Regions from separate parts of the Callithrix jacchus genome. Here region 1 is linked to region 2. The links are chromatin contacts, called in public Hi-C maps. All regions are on one chromosome and are shown on one strand. The core of a region is the stretch at or near the end of the contact, and the rest is flanking DNA. Distances in the headings are between cores, read along the strand shown. Region 1 holds the start of DTWD2 (DTW motif tRNA-uridine aminocarboxypropyltransferase 2). Region 2 holds the start of TNFAIP8 (TNF alpha induced protein 8).

Region 1 (6,648 bases), core at 3,722-6,221, 330 kb before region 2:
TAAAAGTAACCTACCAAAGTCAAACTTATCACCACCATTCAAACATGAAAATACTACAGTGGCTGGCTTGTTGGGTTCTAGAACATTAGGCCCAAACTCCCTGACATAGTTTATCTTGCCCTGCCTGGGGCAACTACCACTAATCTCTGCAGCCTTTTCTCTCACTACTCCCTCCCTTCTGCCAAACTCTCCAAATACACTATATATAGAATTCTTGAACGATGTTTCCTCAACCAGAGCTCACTTTTTCCTCCCTCAAGCCCTCCCCATAGCCCGTCTCTTCCCTAATTAATCCTAAATATTATAATCCAGATGAAATATTTTGTTATGTCCTTCAGTCTCAGCTTCATGTCACTTCTAAGATTTCCCTGATCTTTTCCTCACCTCCACTGCACAAACTTAGGGTTAGAAGCACCTTTTTATGTGTTCCTATAACACCTTACATATACCCATCTAAGAAAGAAGCTGATAGTGTAGAATTCAAAAAGCAAAAGTCCACATGCTTATGTGCGGAATATATATATATGCACATATAGGTACATATACATATGCATATACATATAGGTACATATACATACATATATTACATTTTATTTCCTAACAAAATTAAAGATTTTAGTAAAATCTCAGAAGCACTACCTGGTGAGCATGCATCCTTTAACCTTCTGACTCTTAGTCCCATCATGGCCTAATTTCAAAGACTGGCAAAGGATATCAAATACATATAAAAAGTGTTTAAATCTTTCCACTCTGATGTTATATAATTTAAATAAGATTATTTAAATTAGCAAAATAAATTTAACCTGAACAGTTATTTTACAAATACTTTTACTTTGAAAAATTCAGAAAATACTTTTTGCTCTTTTCTTCAGAGCCTCAAAAATGTGATGTTTTTCAAACTCCTTTTGAATACATTCTCTACTACATACGAGTGTGCATGTAACAAAAGTTTCACTGTGGTTCGTTACCTGTAATTTGAAAAAACAGAAGGAAAATAATAATAATTTGAAATACATCGTTGAATTTTTAATCTGAGGGCTCCCCATTTAAATAGATATGCTACTTTCCACTAGATCCTGAGCTACAGGAGAATTGAAATCACCTCTTTTTCATCTCTGTATTTCATAGTTGTGTGCCTATCACACTGTCTGGAAGTAGAGTCTCCAAAAACATTTGTTGAACAACTGACTTTTACCAAGTAGTTCAACAAATCTTTTGTGCACCTACCATGTCCCATGACCCTCAGCCTTCTTATTTTATCTCAAATAATGCTAACGTTACATACTTTGGGGAGCTCAACCAAGGTTTTGTCTTCATCTGAACAAAGATAATGTTATATGTTTGGGAATAGGGGATAGAAAAGGTATTCTAAGAAGTAAATGAAATACAGACAGGTTTTGAAAACAAGATACACATAAAGGACAGAATACATTTATAGAATCTATATCCTGCAAATAATACAAGTTTGGGATGTTTTAAGAATATTCAATTCATATGTAAGATATGTTGTGTTTCTAATGAGCAAGATTCTGCTGAAAAGTTAAACTGAGTTTGCACTTCCTGAACAAACCTAATTTCTAGAACTCCCCTAGGCTGTGACATTTTTAGTAACATGTTCAGAGAAATGAATACAGCTTAATAGCCAAATAACTGTGACTTACTGATCAAACAAATCTAATAATAGATTTTTAAAACTATTTTAAGCATAAATGTAAAGAAGTTCACCCAGGGTACTGGCAGAACTCTAATAGCCTAATAAAAATAAAAAGCCATTAATTCATTTACATTTTATTGAAAAAACCTAAATGTTCTCCATTATTCTAGAATTATAGTTTACCTAATGAAAGCAAATAGAATGCATAGCATGCCAAGAGGCAGAAGAGCTTTTCACAGGTAGCAAATTTCATCAGAATAAGCAAAGTGCAGAAATGTTGGGGAAAACTGTAATCCTAAATATTAACTAAATCACTGAAAAAAAAGATAAAATTCAGCAAGTCATTTTATTTTTTGAAAAAAAGAAGGAAAGAGATAACGAAAGAAAAAAAAGAATTAAAAAAAGAATAAAAGAGAGGAAGAAAGAGGAAGAGAAAGAGGGAGAGAGAACAGGAGTATTGCTTTATTGCCCAGGTTAGAATGCAGTCTAAAAATGGGTATTGAAAACCTCTTTTATGCCCTTAATTATGCTTAACAATGGGGACAGAAAGGAATAAGGGAGGAAAATAACAAACAAGCAGCCAACCAATATTTCATTTAAACCTGTGAAATGCTATGCAATTACTGAGGAGTGATTTACTTCCAATTATGTGGTCACTTTTAGAGTAGGTGTGATGTGGTACTGATAAGAATGTATGTTTTGTGTATTTGGGGTGGACAGTTCTATAAATGTTTATTAAGTTTACTTGTTCCGGGTCTGAGTTCAAGTCCTGAATATCCTTGTTAATTTTCTGTCTCATTGATCTGTCTAATATTGACAATGTGATGTTAAAGTCTCCCACTATTATTGTGTGGGAGTCTAAGTTTCTTTATAAGTCATTAAGAACTTGTCTTACTTATCTGGGTGCTCCTGTATTGGGTGCGTATATATTTAGGATCGTTAGTTCTTCTTGTTGCACTGATCCTTTTACCATTATGTAATGTCCTTCTTTGCCTTTTTTGATCTTTGTTGCTTTAAAGTCTATGTTATCAGAGACGAGAATTGCAACTCCTGCTTTTTATTTATTTATTTATTTTTGCTCTCCATTTGGTTGGTAAATCTTCCTCTATCCCTTTGTTTTGAGTCTTTGTGTATCCTTGCATGTGAGATGGGTCTGGATGCAGCATACCTATGGGTTTTCGCTTTTTATTCAATTTGCCTGTCTGTGTCTTTTGATTGGAGGATTTAGTCGATTTAAATTTAGGATTAATAATAATATCTGTGAGTTTAATACTGCCATTTGATGCTAGCTGGCTGTTTTGCCCATTCATTGATGTAAATTCTTCATTATGTTGATGCTCTTTACTTTTTGGTATATTTTTGGAAAGGCTGATACTGGTTGTTCCTATCTATGTGTAGTGCTTCTTTCAGAAGCTCTTGTAAAGCAGGCCTGGTGGTGATGAAAGCTCTAAGTACTTGCTTGTTCACAAAAGATTTTATTTTTCCTTCGCTTGTGAAGCGTAGTTTGGCTGGATATGAAATTCTGGGTTGAAAGTTCTTTTCTTTAAGAATGTTAAATATTGGTCACCACTCTCTTCTGGCTTGTAGGGTTTCTGCTGAGAGATCTGCTGTGAGTCTGATAGGCTTCCCTTTGTGGGTGACCCGACCTTTCTCTCTGGCTGCCCTTAGCATTTTCTCCTTCATTTCAACCCTGGTGAATCTGACAATTATGTGCCTTGGGGTTGCTCTTCTTGAGGAATATCTTTGTGGTGTTCTCTGTATTACCTGGAGTTGAATATTGTCCTGCTGTCATTTTTATTTTTAAAAAAGCATCATAAATCTCTACTAAACAGATTTTTTAACTACATGTTTATAATTAACAGTTCTGAACAGACTAAAAACTACATAATAAAGCTAGCACACTAATTTAGCCTTTGATTTATATTTGAAACACTTTTCTTTCAGTATCTTATTGAGATCTGTCCAAACATTTTTAAATGTTTCCCCTAACTCTTTAAATTAATTGTATTCACAAACCCTTATGTTCAAAATCACAGTCCCTAAATCACAAATTTTCCATCCTCCTCAAAGGTTTACTGAGCATCAACTATACATAGTACACTTAGAAAATATAAAAACATTATATATTCAAGATCCCTTTCTCTGAAGCCTTACAATCTAGCCCTAGGAAAAGGTCAAAATGTCCAAAGTAAGATACTCCAAGTACTCAAGCAGTAAGATCTTCAACCATATTCAGTCTTTCTGTTCCCCTTCTTGGAGTGCTGTTTCCCCAGCTAGATTATTCTCATCTTTCAGGTCTCAGAGATAGTTTCTGACACCATCTAGCTATTTTCTACAATAGCATCCCATTCCTTTCCCTCATTGCTTTTTCCCAGTTTGTAATTACATATTTGTTTGTTTGCAGGTTTATTATCTGTATCCAGTAAGAGAATACTCTACAAAGACAGTGTAGCGTAGAGAATACTCTACAATTGTCAGTGATTATCAAAGCACTCAATAAACACCTGATAAATTAATTAATACACAGTTCTGGTGCTCAGAAGAAAGGTCTGAACTAGATACACTAGGATATAGGTGATAATTTACCATGAAAACTGATTTTTAAAATTACCAGTCGACGTGCGTAGGTTTAGAAGAGAACCCATAATGAAGACCTGAAAAGGCCCTATATTTAGAGTTTTGGCAGGACAGGCAAAGGAGACTGCCTCTCTCCTCCAATCCACCTTATGTTTTTTAACTGTGATATGACTATGCCACTTAAGTTTGACTGCGTAACTACAAGTATTATTGTCATCACTCCTTACTTTCCCTATTGGACACTTAAGTTTCTTGGAAACAGAACTGATGTCTGCTCACCCCATGATACGCTCAATATGTTGCAGGAAGTAAGGTTAAATAATCATGAACCTGGATAAAGGGCTTCTAAGTAGCTGTGCCAGGCATTTCCGGGATTTCCAAGGTGCGACCGCCAACCCCGCCGACCTAAGCGCAGAGCAGCCCAAACCGCCGCCTCCCCTGCAGGGGGCGCCGCAGCCTCCTCCGAAGGCCACCGCCGGCTGCAGTCCCCGCCCCCGGCCCCGCGGTCACCTGCAGCGGCTGCACTCGGGCCTCCGATCGGCCGGCTCCACCGGCAGCTCCCATAGCCCGTCCGCACTGGTGTCGTCCGCCTCTGCGCCCAGGGCAGCCGCCTCCGGCACTGCGCTGCGCTCCCGCCGCTCCTTGTCCTTCGGTGTCTGAGACCTTGAGGCCCAAGGCGGCCGCTGGACTGGCTCCTGGAGTGTTCGCGCCTCTTTCTGCGACTCCATGGCTGACGCTCCAGTCAGGCCGTGGCATTGAAGCCCCGTTGCCGCCGGGGGGCGCCAAGCGCCGCAGAAACCGGCCCGCGCCGCACAACGCCCTGCACGCACGCCACGTACGGAGGGCGGGGAGGGGGGGGCGGGTCTCTGAAGACTGGCTCAAGGTCCCACCCTGCAGCTGAGAAGGAACTAGCGCATTGGCCCAAGCCCAGTGGGATAGTTCACCCAGAACCCGGAAGGAAAGTGTGGGTAGTTCTAGAGTGCAGGTGAGATTAAGTAGCGTCAGTGGGAGAGGTGAGGGAAGCCTCCCTGAGAGCACCGCAGTACCAGGCCCGAATTTAACCCCTGGAAAAGTGAAAATAAAATGAAATTCTGTATTGTCCGCCTTGGGATGGCAGTTTAAGAATTTGCAGTGTTCCCACGAGTGCACGTATCGCAGTTGCAGCAGTTGATTTACTTATTATTTAAAGGCCAACAAAGCAAAGGTTATATCCACTGGAAACTACTCACAGCTGGTCCGTTTCATTATGTGAATTTCTTGCTGTTCTGTCTTGTGCTAATATGGTATTCTCGGCATCAAGCACACTGTTTTACACTGAACACCAAATATTTGTTAAACGAGGTTTTTAGATTGTCCATGGCCCCCGGACCAGGAAGATGTAGGAGAGCTGGCCTGGGGTACCAATAGGTTTTATGTATAAGGAAACAAGCCCTAGAAAGGTAACTACGTTGCCCAGGTGTTTACAACTACTGGATATGGTAGTATAGCACAGTTGCTGTTTTTTAAAAACTCAAATGAAATCTACGTTAGCTTGAAGGCAGAAATACTATATACCCAAAATGGGTGTTGAATTCCTTTCATCTATTAATGCTTTGTGTTACTTTCAGCAATACACAACATTTAAACCGAGAATTAAGCTTGGTTTTCATTAATCATGTGAATTAAGGAATCACAATTGTTTTAACTCTATAGTTGTAATATATTAAATGTGAAGCAAAGTAGACAACATAGTTATAGAGCAAACTGTATTAAAGTGTTTATTTCACTATTAAATTTTTCAGTCATCTTAAAATCAATTTGTGAATAAAATATTGGGCTGTTGTATTCAACTATCCTGCATTCTTTCCCCCAAAAAACAGCACCCCTCTTTTCCATTGGAGGGCCCTATGTGAGGGATAGAAAAAGGGTGAAACACCCACCTGGTGATGGATGTTGAGTGGGAGAAAGAACTAGCAATTATGCCATTTGGAATTGGAGGATAAACAAAACCCAGAAACTATAGGAAAGGAGATGAATCAGAATATTGCTCTTAGCTGCAGATTTAAGTTGGAGGACCAATTCTCTAACTGACAAAATTAAATTCTCATGTGACTTATCTTTAAACAAAGGGAAACTGCTCATCTTTAATTTCAAGAGGTGAAATGTGCTCAAGTCATGTAAGGTCCCTTGAAACTCCCAATTGTGTGGTGTGAGAAGGCAGATGACAAGGAAAAAAAAACTTTAAGGAATGCATGCAGTCATGTCTCACTCTCCCTTGAGCTAAATAGTTACCTCTTGAAGCTACTTGCTATGCAGGCTCTAGAATGACACCAAGTAGCCATAAAATGCCACAGTTCAACCCTATATATAGTTCAACAAAATATATAGCCAATCATTAACCAACGTTATTTCTGTAAACAAATGAGACTTCCTGAGAA
Region 2 (7,295 bases), core at 2,745-5,244:
TTTTGGTTGTTAAGTATCCATATAAAAAATGTAGCTGGAGGCCGGGCGTGGTGGCTCAAGCCTGTAATCCCAGCACTTTGGGAGGCCGAGGCAGGTGGATCACGAGGTCAACAGATCAGGACCATCCTGGTCAACATGGTGAAACCCTGTCTCTAATAAAAATACAAAAAATTATCTGGGCATGGTGGCGCGTGCCTGTAATCCCAGCTACTCGGGAGGCTGAGGCAGGAGAATTGCCTAAACCCAGGAGGTGGAGGTTGTGGTGAGCCGAGATTGCGCCATTGCACTCCAGCCTGGGTTACAAGAGCGAAACTCCGTCTCAAAACAAACAAACAAAAAAAAATGTAGCTGGCTAGAAAGATTTGCCAGGTGGATACAGGGAAATGACAATGGGACAAATCAATAGAGAGGACTAGCAAAGGAGTGACTGATGTGTTGACTCTCAGAGTTAGGCTGGATTGGAAAAGGGGCTGAGGAAAGAAATGCAAATCTAGATCAGATAAAAGAAGAGTGTGGGGATCAAAGGTGGGAGGTTGTAGTTGGGGTGTAGAAAGTCAGAGATAAGGATCATAACGGTAGAGGTGGCTCTGAGGGTGCTCCTACAGGGTACAGCCGGGGACAAGGGAGACTGAAATCAAGCAACGGTGAAAGTTACTGGGGTTGAGGTTTCAAATACCATGACATCCTGGGTCAATCTCACAGCAATCATGGAGATGGAGCTTCTCCTTCTGTCTCACACAGAAGTTAAGCCTGATTAAGGTTTTGTGCTTTGTCCAGAGTCATCCAGCTTACACAGGGCAGTTCCAATATTAGAACTCTCACTTGGTGTTACAAATATCACTATCTGTGGGCATTCAGAGATAGTTTCTGATTATTTGGGGATGGGAGAGGTTGGGAGTGTACAAACCCTTTTAATCCTACTGTAGTTAAATTACTGCAGACTTCAGAGGTTTTTAGAAAGTATGTATCCTTGACTGGGCAAGGTGGCTCATGTCTGTAATCCCAGCACTTTGGGAGGCTGAGGCAGGCGGATCATGCGGTCAGGAGATGAAGACCTTCCTGGCTAACATGGTGAAACCGTGTCTCTATTAAAAATACAATAAATTAGCCTGGCGTGGTGGTGTGGGCCTGTAGTCCCAGCTACTCGGGAGACTGAGGCAGGAGAATCGCTTGAACCCAGGAGGCGGAGGTTGGCAGTAAGCAGAGGTTATACTACTACACTCCAGCCTGGGTGACAGAATGAGACTTCATCTAAAAAGAAGAAGAAGAAAAAGAAGAAGAAGAAGAGGAGGAAGAGGAGGAGGAGGAGGAGGAGGAGGAGGAAGAAGAAAATACCTATCTTTGTCCTTTCCACTGAATGATACCACCAATGATTAACCCTGCCAATCCTGAAGCCCTTTAAATCCACCTGCATGACTCACCTTCCTTCACTCGCCCCATCCCCTCAATCTCCAGGCTTTTATAAGTCTTGAATGCATATTCTCCTTTCCATCTACATAGTTTAGGCCCTCAGCATCTGTATTAGTTTTTTACTATTGCCATAGCAAATGATCACAAATTTAGGGGTTTAAAATAACACAAATGTATTACTTTACAGTTCTGTAGCCCATAAATCAGTATCAGTGTCAGCAGTATAAAAGGTGTCAGCAGAGCTCAATTACTTTCTGAAGACTCTAAGAGAGGATCCATTTCCTTGCTTATTTGGGTTATTGGCAGAATTCAGTTTCTGCTACTGTAGGACTGTGGAAGAAATGCAAGTTTAGACCAGATACAGAAAGTCAATTTTTTTGTTGGCTGTCAACTAAGGTCCTTTCCCAGCTCCTGTAGGCTATCCGCAGTCCTTGGTTCATGGTTCAGATTGAGTTCCTTTCACACTTTGATTCTCTTTGACCCACTCTTCTTCCATTTTAGGGGATTCAGGTGATTAGATTTGCCTCACTGAAATAAACCAGGATAATCCCCTATCTCCACAACAGCATCAACCTTTATTTGGTAGGGGGGACAGAGTCTTGCTCTGTTGACCAGGATGGAGTGCAGTGGCACCATCTCAGCTCACTGCAACCCCCACCTCCCAGGTTCAAGCAATTCTCTGCCTTAGGCTCCCAAGTAGCTGGGATTACAGGCATCTGCCACCACGCCCAGCTAATTTTTGTATTTTTAGTAGAGATGGGGATTCACCATTTTTTGGTCTTGAACTCCTGACCTCGGGATTCACGCACCTCAGCCTCCCAAAGTGCTGGGATTGCAGCCACCATGCCGGGCAATGGCATCAACCTTAATCACATCTGCAAAATTTCTTTCTTTATTTTTTTTTTCATGACGGAATGAGAAGGTAACACCTGCAAAATTTCTTTTGCCATGTAAGACAACATATTCACAGCTTCCAGGGATTAAGAAGACCTCTTTCTGTAACTCTAGTAATTCTGCCTACTAAAGTATCTCACCCTGACATATTTCAATATTTTTTAAGCAAATTTCTTGGTTCTGGGATCTTTTATGTTTCCAAATTAAACTTTCTGGAAACACACCTGACCTATCTTCTGTGCTTAAAACCCTTCTGGCTTCCTACCAATCAAAGGTCAAATTAATGTTTAGCTTCTATAGGAAAACAGCCCTTGAGTTTGGTCCTCTTTTGTTTTAGCTTCATTCTGACCACGATTCCACTTCTCCTCCGTCCTTCTTCAGGCTTGAAAAAGTTTACTGTGATTCTTCCTCACTTATAGGGGCTTTTGAAGCTCCCATTCTTTCTTCCAAACTCAGCTGAGACATCACCTACTCCAAGAAGATCTCCCTGACGTCTTTCCCCACAGTTGTAATCACAGGACAACGTCCTCTTGTAAAAACCTCCGTACCTTGTGTATGTTTCTATCTTTTGCATTAAACCCAAATGTGTTGTGATTTTTGTCTGTTTCACCTATCAAGAGTTTACCTTCCTCTCTCCAAGCCAAACTCGGCCATTTCCCAAATATGTAACTTTCTTTCGGAAGGCTATTTACTTCACGATGTCTCCCTTTCCCTGTGTAAAGCAGGGGCAGTGACAGGATCTATACCATAGATTGTTGTGAGTAGAACGGTGACCTGCACATATTAAGTTTTGCTAGTATTATTAGTATTCCCAGCCCTCTGCACCCCGCTGCGATGTAGTAGGTGCTTAATGGATGTTTATGGTGTGGATGAATTCGTCGTACTCCCACAAGGGTCCCTTGCCCTTGAAAATGGCTACCCCGGGCCAGGGCTCCTCAACAGAATGAAGATCCAGATTCTGCTCCATCCTGGCGGTCTCTGGTGGCCCCTGAGAGCAAGGCTCCGGCTCCACAAGCAAAGTCAGTCACAGCTAAGTCCGCGGGAGGGCGGCAGAGAGCGGGCGCCTTGCAGGAAGCCCTGCATTCTCCGCCAATGGAAACCAAGAATCGGGAGCGCGTCAGCTATCGTCGGGTAGACTATAAGACCAGCCGACGATGAACGGCCGAAGAGCAGCGGAATTTAGGGGCTCTCATGAGTCATTATCATAATAGTCAATAATGATGGCAACAGACACGAACATTCACGCGTTCTTGTTAAGTACAAGGCACGATGCAAATGCATGACCCCATTTAATCATCTCAACACACTACAAGGTTGGTGTCTCATTTTTACAACGGACGAAACTGAGGGGCTCAAGGGATAGGATATTCTTTGCGTATGTCCCAAGCGGATCCCGTTCTCTAGCGTCCAGCGGTCTGGGCTTCGAGGTCCAAGTCTGGATCCCAGGCCGCCGCTCCGCCCTTCTCTGCGTTCTCCAGCGCCGGGCCACTTCCGACCCCTGCTGTCCTGTCTCCTGGCTCCTCCTCTCCCACCCCGCCCCGCCCCAACCTCTCGGCTCCTCCTCCCCTGCCGGCTCGGTCCCCGACTTCCCGGCTCCTCCCCGGGCTGCCAGCCACACCTCTGGCCCCTCCTGCAAGCTCCGCCCCTCGCCCCTGGCTCCTTTTCTCCCGCCCGCTCTAGCCCGCGCTTGGCTAAGGTCTGCGAGCGCTCGCCAGCCACCGGGCCAGTAGGGAACTCGGCGCCGCCAGACCGCCCAGCTCGCGCCTCAGCGTCCCGGCGCCGCCGCGCCACTTCTCCGAGTAAGTGGCTCCTGGGCGCGCCCGTCCCGCGCACACCCCCGCGCCTCTCCGGCCGCTGGGCTGCGGGCTGCTCCCGGGGCGCGCCTCCGGCTCAGAGAGTTTCTGAAGCGAGTGTGAGTGGGTGTGAGGGTGCGGTTGAACGACTGTATTTGAGTGTGCGTACGAGTGTGTGCAGGAGCGCACAGCTTCGGAAACTCCCGGGAATTTTACTCAGTTCCAGTGCTGCACTGAGGATGCGAGACCCTCTATTAGGAACCCTTACCTACTCAGGGCGACCTCTTAACCTTTACCTCCTGCTCCGAGCCCTTTTCCTTCCCCCGCCTTTTTCTTTCCCTCGCTATTTGTCACGTCCTCCTGTAACCACACATGCTGGCGAAAGCGCTGCCCGGGTTATCAGGATGCCCCAGATTGCAGACTGAGTTGCTGGCCTGAGATTGTAATCCGACCTTGCATTGTAAAATGGGCAGAGACCAGATCCCTGCTTTGAAATCACTCAATGGCGACTTCCTTTGAAGAAAGTGTGTGTGTTTGTGTGTGTGTGTGTGTGTGCGCTCGCGCGCATGACTACACATGTGGCACTGGAGCCCCCTCAGCACCTGCGGCAGACACCTGATGAGCGCTCTTGGACTGCAGGCGGCTGATAGGCATGTTCAAGACCAGGCTGACCCACCAGGCTTAGGCACCTTAAATATGTTAATTGCTTCAGTGACGCTGTATTTCTAAACCAACAGATAGTCTAAAACACAGGAGCTTTATGTAGAAGGAGCAGTGTCTCCACAGGAATCATAGAAGGAATCAAACAGTAGTTAAGTGCCCAGTGTTGAAACAAAAAATCCTTGTATTGCTTAAGACTGATCATTCCAACCCTACATAAATTATTTTTAAGGGGGGTAGGTCAGTACTCTCTCAATGCCGTATGTATTTCTACACTTAGAAAATTAATTGAAAGCTTTGTTATCATAACAGAAGTGTTATACTTGAGTCTCTCTGTAAAATGGTTTCTTCATCTATAAACTGATTGCCTGGTTGCTGGGTCCTATCTAATTTTAATAGTGTCTCTGAGTTCTACATTTCAGTTTATTCTTGCTACTTTCTTTCTATGAAAGTAGAATATTCTACTTCATTGATAATAATCCATTTAAGAGGTGCTGATAGGGGAATCACATTTTGAGTAGAAAGTATTCGTTGAGGGTAAGGATAACAAAATTGTGTGGCCAAAGGAAAGAACCAAAAAGGGTAACCTTTAAGAAGCCATTGTGCATTGGCACATGAAAGGTAAGAGTTGATAAATCACTTTAAGTGCTGCTTATCATAGCAGGTATTTTTATCCTGGTTTGAATCCTGTGTTACACAGAAGTGTTTCCACACTGTTTTAACTAAGGAAACATTATACTTTGCAATGTAAACGTGTGACTCCATCTCTCTTTAAGGAAAGAAATAATTATCACATTTAATTAAACCCTTGGACACATTTATTGCCACCTTCTAATTAGATCTGTCATGAGGAGATTAAGTCAGCAAGTTATTGTTGTTTGTGTATAGAGACAGGGTCTTGCTATGTTGCCCAAACTGGTCTTGAACTCCTGGGCTCAAGTGATCCTCCTGCCTCAGCCTCCTGAGTAGCTGGGGCTACAGGGGCCCAAAAATAGTTGTTAATATTCTAGCTCGTAACACGATTTGCTTTTTCATAGATATTTTTTATGCCTTTTCCCCTCCATACACATTAATTGCCTCCCCCAATCCCAGCCCATCTTTTGAGTTTTTACTTGTAATCTGAGTAAATAAAGCTTACGGAAGTAGATTACTACCTACTCCTCTGTAAAATATGAATTCCTTAGATATTGAATATGTTGTGTTACACTCTTTGGATTGATAGATGTAGACTTTATAAATCATTATATTAATCTAGATTATGTGACGATTTAAGAATCATTAATAAATCAATGATTATAGAAAGGTTCTACCAAAAGCATAAGGATCCTGCACAAATGGGCCTTTTAAACATTTTCATTAAGGGAGACTTTTACGATGTTGTGCCTTTTGTTCCAGTGTGTTTAAACTCACCAAGAAAAGTTTGTGTGAGTTGAGGAATCTCATGCTGTTGCCTCTTAATTTTTTATTTTGGACTATATTGCTAGACATAGTCTTTGTTTAGGTGTTGAGCTGTCGTGAGGACAGGCTGTCCTGGGATCCTAAACAGAATGGGAGTGAACATACTGCCAGGGCTAGGAACAGAGTATTTTATGAGGCCGGTTCTTTGCAATTCTCATTCTGTTGAAATGGAGGAAAGGGTGTGTGGAGAGGAATGATTGCATCCAAACAGCACTCATTAGGAAATGCCAAGTTGGGGGAGGATCGGATTTTTGTGTGACTTATGGCTTGGAGAACTTCACAGAGGTGATTCTTAAAGCTGAGTCTACCACAGTGCCAGGCACTGCAGAAGTCTTATATTTAATTGATCCAATTGATCCAATTAATTCTCTTCTGCAGGAGATAGCCCAATGTGGCAGTAACACCCTTCCTGGGGATTTCATTCATACTCAGAATCGAGCTTTGTTCTATATCATGTGGAATGGTCCATTCCCCACCCCCTCCATTTATGCCTGATAGCAGTTGAAGGGGGTGAACATGGGATAACCTCCAGGAGGCAGGGGAAAAAACAGTGATGGTAAATAAGGGCCACTTGCTTCCTCAAAGAGGGGAAGGGCATAGGGGCTGCTAGAACAATCCCAGTGCCAGGGGCATTGACTTTGGCAATGGTGATGTGCACAGGGGCCAACCTGGATCACAAAGTGAACAGTATCCCCTGCTTTGGCATCCTCAGGGATCTCTGGCTCCGTTACAGAAGTTAAGGGAAGGAATTGTGTGGTGCCAGATTAACTTTTATCACCTCACTCCTCCTCACACTGCCCACATCCTGCATTTAATACCAAATACACACAGTAAGAACTCAACAAACACTGAAAAAGCCCTCGTAACACCCAACTTTTATGTTTCCCTGTAGCAAAGAATTTTCTTCCCATACTCGTCTCTGGTTTTGATGATTGTGGCCCTGGTGTCTGAGCCAACTGCAGTTTCTAGGCATTTTTAGTTCAGTTGTGCTGCCCAGTAGCTGAAAAGGAATGATTTGTAGAAAGTTAAAAAAAAAAAATCAGAGAACCATGTTGCAAAATGTAAATCAGGTCAGTTCAT

What was found. A called contact is a pair of places that touch in the nucleus more often than the background predicts.
Region 1: a Hi-C map of skeletal muscle shows a contact between it and region 2, with 4 times the contacts expected there. The contact joins the promoter of DTWD2 here to the promoter of TNFAIP8 in region 2. A contact is called at or near these places in 2 of 3 Hi-C or Micro-C datasets (both in skeletal muscle).

The regions. Positions count from the first base shown.
Region 1 is chr2:90,642,056-90,648,703 of calJac240_pri, reverse strand. DTWD2 (DTW motif tRNA-uridine aminocarboxypropyltransferase 2) reads right to left here and starts at 4,971. Exons shown (of 7, transcript XM_008991641.5): 1 at 4,742-4,971. The coding sequence starts at 4,959.
Region 2 is chr2:90,311,940-90,319,234 of calJac240_pri, reverse strand. TNFAIP8 (TNF alpha induced protein 8) reads left to right here and starts at 3,994. Exons shown (of 3, transcript XM_078365007.1): 1 at 3,994-4,103.